2 separate regions of the Astyanax mexicanus genome follow, and region 2 is linked to region 1. The links are chromatin contacts, called in public Hi-C maps. All regions are on one chromosome and are shown on one strand. Each heading gives the region's core, a stretch centred on a gene start, on an enhancer-like site or on the middle of the called end of the contact. The rest is flanking DNA. Distances are from core to core; before and after follow the strand shown. Region 1 holds the start of zgc:171572 (protein bicaudal D homolog 2). Region 2 overlaps zgc:171572 (protein bicaudal D homolog 2).

Evidence for each region. A called contact is a pair of places that touch in the nucleus more often than the background predicts.
Region 2: a contact with region 1 is called in a Hi-C map of muscle, with 9 times the contacts expected there. The contact joins the enhancer-like site here to the promoter of zgc:171572 in region 1. A contact is called at or near these places in 2 of 3 Hi-C or Micro-C datasets (both in muscle).

Annotation. Positions count from the first base shown.
Region 1 is chr12:12,676,389-12,683,698 of AstMex3_surface, forward strand. zgc:171572 (protein bicaudal D homolog 2) reads left to right here and starts at 4,020. Exons shown (of 10, transcript XM_007237045.4): 1 at 4,020-4,550. The coding sequence starts at 4,329. LOC111192739 (a long non-coding RNA gene) reads right to left here and starts at 2,000. Exons shown (of 3, transcript XR_002650119.2): 1 at 1,777-2,000; 2 at 1,538-1,607; 3 at 1,332-1,406.
Region 2 is chr12:12,748,141-12,755,450 of AstMex3_surface, forward strand. The region is part of intron 8 of zgc:171572 (protein bicaudal D homolog 2); the gene reads left to right. Among protein-coding and RNA genes, the nearest start is that of fgd, 22 kb to the right of the region's middle. Within about 2 kb of position 3,696, the one cell type or tissue checked has an H3K27ac peak away from gene starts, as active enhancers do.

The sequences.
Region 1 (7,310 bases), core at 2,770-5,269:
TTTGTAAGTGCTGCATTGTTGCAAAGTTACCTGTATGTGGCATGGAGTAATACATGGAGTTACAGTGCAGTATCAGCTAATAATGTCACTTATAAAACGCCTCTCACTGTGGTATAATACAAATCAAAACAGTTTGCTGTCTGTCATTATTGTAACATGAATTTATGTACTGTAGTTGTGGACAACTGTGGTACATTTGAAGTGCTCACATCAGGTGGTGTTTTCTAATAAATTCACAGGAAAATTGAACATTTCAAGATTGGAATTTTCAAAATATGCCTTTTGAGTGTTTGTGTGATCAAGTTGCATGGTTGGTGACTTAAAAGCAAATAGATGTGGCCTCAACTACGTAAGTACCAATAAATATAGACTACGCCACTCTCTAATTATAAAGGGTGAGAGAGCCCTATGTAACTATTTATAGTAATTGCAATTTTCCCCACAGAGGTTTAATGTAAAATGATCACACAGCTGTTTGAATACAATAACATTTTATTTAATAAATTATCAAAAGAGTATCAAGTGTACATTTGAACATTATCCTTTTGTTACAGAGTCTATAGTAGGAGTCAAACAATAAAAACAGGTTTTATAGGTGGTAGCAATAGCCCCTAGCCCAATATACACAATATCACTGCAATCAATGTGCCATTTGACTTGGACCCACACACCAGATATCTATTTTCCACTTAAAAATATCAAAAGTAAAAAAAAGGTTTTAAGTCACCCAAAACACCACACACAAATGGGCCTAGAATTAAGCTAAGCCACCCACCCAAACAACCACAGTTTGAACTCAGCTGAATAGAGGGGTCAATATAGAATAAAATATCAAGGGGTATTGAACATAGTTTACAAAATATGTAGAATTTATTATAAAATGCAAAAGTAGAAAAAATATTTAAGGGAATAGCCCACCTAACAGGCAGTGCCCAAGAGTTATAAGTACCTTATATCAATAAAATATACTCCAAATATTAAAAAAGGTCTAAATAGATAGTTGTAAATATTAAACTGTACTCAACTAATTAAAAATGATCATTAATAACCCATTAGCATTACAAGGAGCAGAACCTTCTTATATAAGACCAAGATACCCTTTAGAGTCTGAAATATCAAAGAAAAATAAAATTAAAGCATAAACAGATATGGGAAAAACAGTGGCTACACCATATGGTTGTCTCCAGACATTCCTATAAAGAGACAAACATTTATATTAATACTAATACACATAACCCCAAATCCCCATTAGCCTAAACAGCTCAATAGCCATGTTAGGCTAATGATGAGCCCCACCAGTTTACAAAAAGCACCAATGTACACATTGCCTCCTTGTAGTTTGCTCAGTAATTATGTCTGCAAATGCCTCTACACGCTCTTCCACTGGCCTCAGTCTCCTTAAATAACTAAACATAATAATATTAATTAAAATACAGCTAGCCTAATAACAGTTGAGGTAAACAGTACTGAACCACTAAAATATAAAAACTGCAGCCCCACACTCTTCAGGCATTATCCAACCAGAAGTCATAATTACCTGTAACTCCACTCCTCTCTCCAATATTACTGGCAGTATAAGCAGAACAAACTCCCAGCACTGCATCCAGCTACAAGATAAACAAACAGCTCATTGAGCCTATGTACTACAGTCTGAGCTACTCAGGTACACTCACAATAAATAAAGCACTAAAAGAGTTCACATATCGTTTCTCCTGCGTGCACACAGTCTCTCACACACACACCACGAGCAAGGGAAAGTCGGAAAATCCAGACTACCTCAGCAGCTCCAGACTAACTTGGCGTCCTGAGCACGCTTCTCAAAAATGCCGGCACACTACGGGTCTCGAGGGAGCTCAATATATTCGCGTTGGTTTATTACTCTGCGCTGGCGCCACCTACTGGGTTCTAATCCCCTTCGTCTGCACTGGGATTATGCCCTACAGCCTACATCGACATAAGAAATAACCAAGGGTAAAACTATATAAAAAATAATTACAACAGCATGAGAGCAGCATGTTTAAATTGTGTTCAGCATATTCAGGGAAAGTATTCAGTTGCAGCCCTAATATACATTTAAAAATAAACACATCGAAACCATTTTAACAATCATCCGATCAATGTCTTTGGCTTGTAATATCACAAAATTGTGAAAAAAATAACTTCTATGTTAAGCTAGTTCAAAAAATAAAGTTTAATGCATACCCCTGGACACTTAATATGATAACGGCTTGATTAACCTAAACATTTACCCAATATGGACAAAAGTATCAGGACACCTACTCATTTGTTGTTTCTTTTTAAATCAAAAGTATCATTATAATATATATTATTTAGTTGAAGAGAAATGTATATTATCTGTTTATATTTTAGAATGAACAGAAACAGCACCACATGTGTAAAGGGGGGGTTTAGCCAATAGGGATTGAGCTCTGTCCTCAAGTTGTCTTTCAGCTCGCGCAGCTCATCTCTGCTCATCGCCGTGTCGAACAAGCCTATTCTTCTAGTGACTGCAGGAGACCATTCCCAGACACTGGTTTCTCGGTTTCTCCAGTCACAAACTCTAGTGCACAGTCCATGCAAATATAGATGCAAACTTTATAAATAATCTGAAAAAAAAAGCTGCACTAAAAGAGAACACAAGTTCACAAAAGAATATGCCCTATAGTATTTTTTAGGATTTGTTTATGCAAAAACAAACAAACAAACTGATAACATGATATTTTGATAGCATTTTGACTTTACATTTAGTACATTTTTTGTTTCATGTAATTGTAAATGTTTGTTTTTGTTAAAGTACATTATCTTTATGTTACATTACTTTTACATTTTGTATGAGAAAGTTACTGTTGTTTATAAAAGAGACAAAATATACTTTCATGACATTTCATGACAGACCACCCATATAGTTTGAGACAAGTGATTAAACACAGAGCTAAATGTAGCAAACAGACAGGCAGGCCACCCCCCACAGGGGTCCTGACAGAAACACAGACAGGTGCAGCAGTTAAAACACTGTATTAACAGCAGAACACCAAAACACACAAAAAACCTATTACTCACACTACTCCATATTTCCATTTATAGCAAATGTTTTTAAACTTCCCTTTTAATGACTGCATTCAGCTGCATGCACTGACTGCTGACACAAATCTGCAAATGTACACACACAGCTTGTCTAGGTTACGTAGAGATATACTGCCAATAGAACAGAATTCTGAAATTCACTACAGGACACTCAAAAGTTTTTTTAGTTGGGTTTTTTCTTTTAACTTTTTATTTATTTTCTTTATGTACGGTAATTTGTTATTTTATTTATTTTATTTTTGTTTAACGTGTGCCCCCTTACCTTTTTATTTTATTGATTTCATTGTTTTATTTATTTTATCTTCTCTTTTACCTTTACATTTTAGCCTGTCCACTTGTACTTTTATTCTATTTTTTTTTTCTCCTATATAAATCTTTTATTGTTTTTTTGTTTTTCTAATGTTTTTTACCAATTGCTGATTTGTTTACAAAGTTCCTTATTTTGGCTTTTAATTATTATTTTTATAGTCCCTTAAAGTTGTAAATGCTTGAGAGCATTAAAAGGGGTTACACAATGTATTACAGAGTGAAAATAAAGATTAGTTGATGGATTAAAGATGGAACAATGTCCAATACTTTGGGATATTGTAATATATACATACGCTGGGTGTAGTGACAGCTTTTTACCGAACCGTGTCGCTGTTCTCGCGCTCTGTCTCAGGCGTCTCCACGTCACTCCCTGCAGCCGTTTGAGGGCAGCGTGCCCGGCATCCGTATACACAATCCCGCGGTGCATCATGGGAAGTAAGTCCTTCTCGCCCTTGTTTGCGCGCTGCCTCTCTTTACACGAAACTACAACTCCCACAAATCCGTGCTGCCTCATGGGAAGTGAGTTCTTGTCACCCTAGTCTGCACGCTGCCTGTATTACAAAAAACTACATCTCCCACAATCCCGCGGTCTCGCCGTGGGAGTCCGGGCTGGGCGCTGCTGCTTGTGCGGCTGGCGGCTCCTGGCGGCTCATTCCCGGTCCCGGAGCGGAGCGGAGAGGCGGAGCGCAGCGCGACCATGGAGCAGCACTGAACCGGCGCTCCGCGGCCACAAACCCCGACCTGCTGACAGACCACTCTGCCACACAGCCATGCTCCGACCCAGAACACTGTAACGCTGACTGACGCCGCCGCTCGCCGGTTAACACACGGCGGCTGTCCGGTGATCCCTCCTCTCCTCCGGTCTGTGTACACGGAGCCCCCCACCCTTCTCCCCCTGTCTCACCCCCGGCTCTCCATCATCTCCCTCCGGCAGCATGTCCGCGGAGGAGCCGCTTGGGGTCGAGCCCGGAGCCGAGTGGCTCGTAAGCGAGCTGGAGCGCCTGTCCCGGGAGCTGAGCGAGACGACCCGGGAGAAGATCCAGGCTGCGGAGTACGGGCTGGCCGTGCTGGAGGAGAAACAGGCGCTCAAGCAGCAGTTCGACGAGCTGGAGGCCGAATACGAGGCCGTGCGGCAGGAGCTCGAGCAGCTCCGGGAGGTAACGGCCGTTAACGGATATTAAAGGGGCGCGTGATGCGGGGTTTTTTATTTTATTTTATTCAGTCCTTGTTTATAAAATCAAAAAGACAATATGTGTAAGTCAGGACCATATATGGTTTGATAAATCGATAATGTAATCGATAATGTACTAGTAATTACGATTTTAAAACATACCATACTCTAATAGAGCATTTTATCCAATGTATTACATGATCAATGTAAAGCAATAAGGTTTTCATTAATAATAGTGATTTATAGATAATTTATTTTATAGATGTTTTCCTATTTGTAGTGCCTGTTGAAATGTGCAGCAAATTTTTGAATGTTTTTTTTCCATTGAGAATGATTAATATTCACATTTACAATCCTGATCATACATTTTATTAAGAAAAAAGTCAATAGTTAATATTAATAATAATAATAATAATAATGGCCTGTAATAACCACTGTTTATGCCATTGGTATATTGATAATCTAACAGCATAATAATGCATTTACACCCTTTTTAAAGAGCAACAAAGTAAAAAAGTATAGTGTTTTATATATATATATATATATATATATATATATATTTATTTTTTTAAGTGTAGTTACATATATATATATATATATATATATATATATATATATATATATATATATATAACTATACTTTTTTAATAATATACAATAGATTACATATGTATGTATGTATGTAGTCGTGGTTCAATACCTGGGGGATTATTACAGTACTGATTTTGCTGATTTTCCAACTCACCTTGACCCACCTGATTCATTTTAGTACCTATATGTACAGGTTTAGTTATATTTATAGGTTTAGTATGTTAATCTGGGCATCAACAACATAAAACCCAAAAAATCTAAACCTGGCTGGACTGGCTGGTCCCTCTCTTAAGGTACGCTTTGTGACATCACAAGGTCAAATTCAAAGTGTATGAGAACACAAAGCATACCAGCAGCCTTGATCTCAGCTTGATCTTACTGCTTCCTAATATAAATGGTCACAGTGGTGTTAAAGTTCAGAAGCAGGACTTTCATTATTGAAGCTCTTTAAAGCTTTGAGGCCTCTATAGGCTCTCAGTCCCTGTTCCTTCATGTCTCCTGGCTTGCTGTAGTGCTTTAATTAGAGTCTGGCTGTTGTGCAGATTGTTGAATATCTGTGAAAATTTTCTAAGGCATAAAAATGGGTCAGATGTTGGATTATGAGACTAAATTTGCTGTGGTGATCAATGATCTAAGTCCAATATCTAGCCATCACCCACTCACTCACTTACTCCTTGCAGTGTTTAGACTTGTCTGGGAATCTGTTTAAGCTTGTCTCGCAGTTTATAAAGACAAAGTAGTCATTTATTGATTAAATGGAGAAATGTAGAGTTGAGTTTTTGAAGGAGGAGTGTGTGATTTGTGTGTGTTCATGTCCTGTGGTTGAAAATGGCGGGCTGGGTTTGAATTTGTTTCTATTTGCGGAAAGAGCTCGTTTTTTCCCGCCTGGAAAGGGTGACGAGCGAGCTGAACGAGTTACGACCCACACAGGCATGATGGGAATGCAGATGAGATGAGTCTCCCCCGAGCAGAGCTGCAGATGAACCGCAGCTCTGTAGTCTGTAGATGGTTGGGAATTTTCATCATATCCTCTTTGTCACTGCTGGAGAATAGCTGTTTTATTTTTTATAAATGGCTTTTTTTTTAACTTGCATTGTCAAAAAAGTAGCAACAAGCAAGTTTACATAAACAAATGATATCCACCATAGAATATTACTTATGTTACACACTCAGAAACAAATAATAATGTAAGAAAAATCTATGAAAATAGATACAATCCTGATAATTGACAAACTGAAGATAGGATGATCAGATTCCATTAAATAAATCAGGTGTTTAGTATATAAGGATATGAGTCACAAACTCCATAGCTGTACACACTCAATTAAAATTTTATACCAATCCTGAACAGAAGAAACCTTATCACTTGTCACTTATTTAAGACAATAAGCTATTTTTCCTGCTGCATAAATCGGAATACTATATAATCTTCCATCATTTTTCTTTTCAGTGTTTGCCTTGTAATGCCTAAAATGAAAGAAAGATGATTGAGGTCAGAACGGCTCTTTTATTTTCAGATAGATGTTTGCCTTGTGATTCCTGATAGTATGAGATTAGGTCAAGAATGCAGGAGAAGGACCAGCCGCTGCTGCAGCTGTTGTTTTTTGTTTGAATGTGCAGAGCTGTAGGAATACACAGTTTTTAATGAGTTTGGTCAGTTTTGCTTGGTGTTGGCCCTTTCTTTTAATAAGGAGACTTTCTTTGTGCTTTTAATGTTTTTTAATTGTTGAAAGTGAGTCAAATAATGTGCCCCAACTACTTATTAATAATAAGAAAAATACATAATGCCCACATTGTACACACAAACTTTGACAATCTAACTACACAATCTAAAAACTGTCCTTTTATATAATTAATAACCTAAATAACCTTGTTTTAGGATGAAAAATTCCCAATACATTTGTTCACATAGTATGTATGCAAAAGTATTTCTAGGAAATGTAAATTATACTTTTTGATCAATTGGCTATCAAATCAAAATAATGATTAAAGAACAGACATGTATAATGTGCTAGAGACTCAAATCAAAGTACAAGTCTCTCTCTCTCTCTCTCATTCTCTTTCTCTCTAATTCTCTTTCTCATTGTCTTTCTCTCTACTTCTAACTCTCTCTTTCTCATTCTCTTTTTTCTCTAATTCTCTCTTATTGTCTTTC
Region 2 (7,310 bases), core at 2,446-4,945, 71 kb after region 1:
TGGAGTGCTGTGTCTTATCAGTTGGGCAGGCTGATAAGATGTCTGAAGTGTGAGATCACATTAGGAAGGAAGTGTCCATTTAGGGATGAAGGTTGAGAACCTAAGGCCTACACACACACACTAACACCTACACACACACAGCTCTACACTCTTATCTAGGCTGGAAGGAGTCTATAGGTTAGCTTATTTTGAATAAGCACATGTTGGCCGTATCTAGCAGTGGCAGGCTGTGCCTGTTAAAGCTGAAGCTTCCTTTCCATAAACTAATTTGAGTTGGGACTCCTGTAGGATTTATAGTAGTAGCCTAGAGCGAGTTAACAGCACACAGTGCAAATAAGAAATATTTCAAGATTATACATAGACTTCTGAAGCATGGGAAAATCATTATATATGTTTTCTTTAAAGCTCACCTTCCTAAAATGTCTAGTTGTGGTCTCTAGTATGAATGAATGACATGTGAGCCGTTTTTGTAAAAAAAAAAAGTGCTCAGGTGTCTCTGTATAGCTCTTTTTTAATGGACTGTTTTAGGGGTGTGTCCAAAATGACCGGATTCCAGCTTTGCTCATGAATATTCATACATGCAAACAGCATGCAAATATCTCTCCTCTGATTGGCTAGGAGCACTGCGACGTCCCTCCACCGCTCTGCCGCTCACTGCCTCCCACCTCCTAACTGATGAGCGGTGATGTTGCGTCGCTTCAGCTCCGCCTCTGGGAGTTTCTCGAGCCAAGGTGGGCTGGTCTGTGAGTTTCTGCCTACGTAGGCAGAAAGATAATTCAAAATTCACCCGTTTTTCGGAGGGGGGGAGGGGGGATTTCTTTGCTTAGCTCCTGCAGACAATGGGGGCTGCAAAACAGTTTAATGTGCAGGTGTACACATTCAACTCGGAGAGACCTACTGTATTCCACAAAAAACAAGAAAAATCGGATTTTCGCGGAAGGTGACCTTTAAAGATTAACATATATATATATATATATATATATATATATATATATATATTTTAAACCTTACAAGTACAGATATGTGATGCTCCACTGACCTGTAACGATTGGGAGAACTGTGTAAATCCAGAATAAATGTTAGTAATGAGGAGACCAGTCACTGGTTTAAATATGAATGAGTGTTCTGGTTTTGTGTGACTCAAAGCGACTGCTCGGTAGCGTTGCAAAGATGGCTGTCAAATAAATATATAAACTTTCCTATGAGGACTTAGTACTAAAAGTGATGTGTGTAAAGTCCTGTAATCTTACTGCTTTCTTGTCTTTCTGCTTAATATTGGTTTTCTCGGTCAAATGACTTTGCGTTCAGGAGCTCATCCATTTCCACTTGCTGTTGTGTTTACATGGATCTGCATAGAAATGAGCTCCTAAATGTAATTATGGTGCACGGCAGTGGATAAATAGCTATTTTAATAAACGCGAGGAGACGAAACGAGATGTCACTCCCAATGGAAATAGAATTACCGGAGGACCACGAGTTCGTTCGAGGACGTCTGAGAAAAACACATACATGGTCGTTCTGGATGGGAATAAAATCACAGAGGACCCCCGTAAAAGAGAAAATGACCCAAAGACCCCGCGAAAAACTAATCCTGTCCAGATAGGGCTTTAGTTAGCTTTTCATGGAGTAATAAATCCAGTCATTACAAACACTAAAGTTTACATAATTTGACTTGAGGTGGTAATTGAATATGTGATTATTAGTAGTTACGGTTAAAAAGAACATCCTAAGAAATCCTATTATAGCCCTGCGTTTATTCAGAGTATGTATTGTATATGGGATTTTTTTCAGGTTTTATTAATGACACAAGCATAGCAGTATATAGAGATTTTATAGATAAACTGAGACAAATATTTTTAACACATATTTTTATGTGTTTTAGACCTAAAAAAGGCCCTGAAAATTTCTCACATGATATCTATAGTCTGTAAATGGATCTGATGGATCTAATCAAATAAGTTACTGTAAATGTAAAAACATGGGGTGGTTTTAATGAAGTGGCCAGTCAGCACACACACACATACACTTCTCCACATGCCCCCTCTCTCTGTTTTTTACAGAACAGGTTTCTCATAACCCCATCTAAGCTGCATGTCAAAAACAATGAATGGCAGGGCCTCTTGATTGGCTGTTTTTTGCATATGAAAGCCTTGTATAGGCCCAATACGGGAGGGGCCTAGCATTGCTATGCTAATTAGTGGATTTATAGGTAGGGGGCAGAACCCAATTTCCCACCATCCCTGTGTGTGCATACTTAATGAGCTGTACTGTTCAGAATCAGTTCTTAATAAAGATAACTCATCAATAAAGATGAGTGGAGTGTGATTTAAGGCTGATAGGAGAGCGTTGGCTTGTTTTAATTAAAGGGTTTCTTTTTTGTTATGCTAATAATTCAGTAGCACTACAGAATAAAGGAGTGTAGAATGAAGATAAGGAGATGTGGTGTAGCTCTGCAGGTTTGAGGGGTGATGGAGGGAGGAGTAATATTAAGGCTGATATTCTTCCCTCATAGTGAGGAGACTTGTCTGGACATGTCTAGCCCACAGAAGAAGAAGGAAAAAAACTAAAATGTAAACTCCAGTAAAGTGACCCTTGGCCATTTCCTGTTCTCACACACACACACATACACACACACACACACACTCTTATTTTGCTGTAAGGCTCTGCAACTTAACATGATTAATCTGCTGAGTTCCTTCCTTCCTTCCATCTCTCTATTCTTTTATCCGTCCTTCCTTTTATTCTTTTAGATCGTCACAGTACTTAGTCTCTTGTTTTCTATCTTTATTTAACTCCAGACTAGAGCAGTACAATAAATAATATTTTAAATTTCACATTTAATCATAATTATAATCTAAGTTGTCAAACATTTTACAACACATTGAAGATGAGCCATCATGCTAACAGCCATCATGCTAACAGCCATCATGCTAACAGCCATCATGCTAACAGCCACGATGCTAACAGCCATCATGCTAACAGCCATCATGCTAACAGACACGGCTGTTGGCCTTTGCTGGGTGTGGGTGGATTTGCACAATGCTAACAACCACAATTCTTACAGCCACAATGCTTACAGGCATGGCCATTGGCCTTTGCAGGGTGTGAGTGGGTTAGGGTTTTGACTGTTTTGTGTCTTAAACTAATATAGGATCTTAATTTATGAACTTCAGGACATTCAATTATCAATTATCAATGATCAACTGTATCAATTTTTTTTCTCCATATTGTACGCCAGATTTCCAGACCATGCCAGTTCCCAGGCTGCCTGTGAACATCTGAAGTGTGTGTGTGTGTGTGTGTGTGTGTGTGTGTGTGTGTGTGTGTGTGTGTGTGTGCGCGTGCGTGTTTTTGTGTTCTTCTAAATCCCTTGTAGTAGACGTCCTCCATCTCCTTTCTGTCTGTGATGGACGTGGTCAATGTGCCTCACAATACACCCCCTCCCCACCCCCTCGTTGCAGCAGAACTCTTTCCTATTCTCTACTTTCTCTACATCACTCTTGACCATTCTCTCTCTCAAACACCCGCATGCACTAGAGTCCCCCACCCCCATTTTTCCCGGGAAATCTGCCCCGCCCTCATATGAACCCTTGCATCTTTTTAACCAAGGTTTCCCAAGGGAACACTGTGGCTAATGGAGCGTCACTGATGTCCATTGTCAGTGTGTGTGTCTGTACGGTCAGGTCCACTCGCACTCGCACTCACCCTGCCTCTCGCTTTCATTCACACAAACACATTCACAAACAAGAGGGTGTGTGTTTGGGTCGTCTAGACCGTGGCTGGGTCAAAGTTCATCCCCGTGGGAATGGCTGTAGGGCAATCAGTCAATAAAAGCCTGAAGAACCAATCACATCTTAAAGAAGGGCACATGAACAGCCAATGAGAGAGCAAAGTTTGAACAAAACAAATCGATAATCAGCATGATTGGCTCATTTCTGGTGTACCCGCCCCCTTTGCCCAGATGTTATGGTTTGAATCTGAGAAGTTACTGGTCCTTTATGAGGCGGTGTTGTTGCTGACCTTATTGAAGCAGTCTCAGCTGACTGATGGACAAACAACAGCCTGAAAGCATCTGTATGTGGAGAAACATATGTAGGTCCACTGTTGATATGCTATAAGAGTTTGTAGTCTTGTATGCATACTAGAATTTTAAAAAACTATTTTATAGAAAATCTAGGTATTTTTAAGTTACTGTTTATTAAATAGGTTTTTCTTTTGTTTTTACTGAATGTATGAAACGTATATTTATCATACATAAAACAAGATTTTTTTTTGTTGCAGTAGTATTTTCATGAAATTAATTATTATAATAATTATTTTGGGACATATTGCCTGTCCCTGGTGGACACCCCTTCAAATGAAAGCACTTCTCTATTGCAGAAATACACGTGCAAATACACACTCAGCTTGTTTAGTCCCTGTATAGAACTACTGCCAATAGAATAGGACCTATTGGCTCCTTTATTAATGCCAAGAGTGAATCAAAGGGTCAAATCCTCACAGCAGTGGCCCCAGAATTGAGTGCCCACCAGAGGAGTCCTCAGCATTGCTCTGGATGTCTGAATAAAGACCTACAGTAGATGACACAGGACAGTAACAGGCTTTGATTTGATTTGTGTACCAGCCCTCAGTTTACCTGCTGGTACATGTCGACTGTCTTAGATCCTTTGTTCACTATATATCTAAGAACTTCTGGAGGCACATGGGCAGGTAGACCTGGGTGTGGAAGGTACATCGAGTTTGATGCTCCATCTTGGGGCAGTTGGGGAAGAGTATAAGGCTAATAATGTGTTTTGTCAAGCACTGCCCGAGGCCAGGGAGCAGCAATTTTAATATAATTACCAAGGTGTGGTAAAGGAGGAATGTTCACACGGCATACTGGCTAAATCCAGAGCCAGCAAAGAAGATCAGAAGAAAGGACAAGAGACGAAACAGTGAACTAGGAAAAGGAAAGCTGGGCTAATGGTGAATAAATGCTAATAGGACTTCATTAGCTTGAGCTAATGTTAACCTGCCCACTGCTATCTTCCATTCATTATCAGCAGTTTTTGAAGGCAATGGATATATATATATATATATATATATATAATCTGGAATATGGCATTGCAGCACACATTAAACAGTAAACATTGTGTGTGTGTGTGTGTGTGTGTGTGTGTGTGTGTGTGTGTGTGTGTGTGTGTGTGTGTGTGTGTGTGTATTTACACAATTCATTGCTAGGGATGCAGCAACCAATATTCAGCAGCCAATATTTTGTTTGAAAATGGAAGAAAAGCACATTCAGTGGTGGAAGCAAAAGAATAATTCATACCAAATAATGGAATTTAGCAAGATAGGGTTAAATTCAGTATTTTTAATTTATGCAAAAGTAAAATGTGTCATCATTAAAAGAATGTTTTATATTTTTTCAGGTTTCAGCCAAAAAAGTTCATTTTTATTCATCTAGATTTATTAATCTCTATTAATAGATTCTTTCATTCTAAATGGCAGTAATCAAACACTGTTCAGAGCCTAGCATCTCATCACTGCTTATTAATCCATATCATTCATAACCTTTTAAATCTTCCTATTAAAATGCACACTGCATTTATTTGCATAATATTAAAATATTAGCTAATGAGGCTCATATGGAAGCATATGATTACACTGTATTGTGCAGCGTATGGGTGTGTGTGCTTGTATGGATTGAGGGGGAGCTCTTCACACTTAAAGAGCGCCATCTAGTGGTGGGACAGTCACAGAGTGAATATGATTTATACAGTACCAGTCAAAAGTATGGACACGCTCAATATTTACTCATTAATTGTAACATTATTTATTACATTGTAGATTAATATGAAATACTTGAAAACTGTGAAAACACACACATGCAGTTAGTTTAAGTACACACTAAGAAAAATAAGAGTACTAAGTTTGTCATTGGTACCTTATATTAAGGTTTTAATATTATTTGTGTACCCATGTTTTTTGTACCAGTAAAATTATAAAGATAATAAATATTATCATCAACTGAATATATGTCAAGAACTTGATGATCCACCATTGTCTGGCTTTCAAAAGAAAAAATATGGTACAGTTGTACAAATATGTACTTCCTGTATTGAAGTATTGCCAATAGAAGAATCAATAGAATATGACTCTCCGGAGTCATTGCATCCTTGCTGAATGCAATCAAGTCCTCACAGCAAATCCATTAGATAGATAATTAAAACATGCAGGATCTTCATGACTAAAGTTGGGGTAGACTGAAATAGAAGCAGTGGTTGGAGCCCTCTGCTGGACAATAGCAAACCTGCAGCTGCTCTGTTCTGTCTGCCCCATGGTAAATTCCTTTATTTACTGTATATTGAATTATCCACTCACTGAGCAGTCTATTAGAAACACTGTACTATTACCGGTGGGTCTCCTCAGTTTTGCTCCCAAAACAGCCTCAGTTGTTTATGGCAGGTATTTCACAGGATGTTTGAAGCATTCCTATGAGCTTCTGGTTCATGTTGACCTGATTGCGTCATGCAGTTCCTGCAGATTCTTCCGAAGCACTGTCATGCTGTGAATCTCCTGTTCTGCCACATTGCAAAGATGTTCTGCTGGATTCAGATCCGGCGACTGGGAAAGCCCCAGAAGAACAGTGAACTCATTATCATGTTAATGCAACACAGTTTAAGATGACCTTTGCTTTGTGTTAGACAAGTGGTTCTCAAACATTTTACACCAAGTAAAACCAACAATCAAACCAAAAAGTCAAACTACCACCTACAAGTTATCCACAGCAATGTATGCAAGCAAACTAGTGGTGAAAAATATGGTACCCACATGCATTTGCTTGTATAATCGTTTGTATTTTTTATTTTTTTTGCATTAAAAACACATACGTGTACCACCTTGGTGTAGCACATACCACACTTTGTTTAGGAGTCCAATTTCCAAACACTGGAGAGTGTTTTCAGCTCACATGGGTTGCCAGATTTACACACAGTGGCAAGCGAAGCGAGTGTTTCTCTTATTCTACATTCTGTACATATTCTATGCATATACATTTGCAGTGTCAAAAATGTGTCTGTCTCTAGCATGTTAGTGGTGGTGTTAAATTACCAAGTTACGGACAGCAACCTAACTGAAGCTCAGTGATTACCTGTTCAGCAGAAAAATAGTCAGCATGCCCGTTCCCGTGGCTGCAGAACACATTTTGTGTGCTATTGTGTTCTTAACCTGGCAATCTTAAGTGTGGAAATGGTACTGGGGGAATGGTGGTGGGCAGATTTGGAGGCCACAGCCTACACATTACTGATTACCGTGACGTACTGCACAGT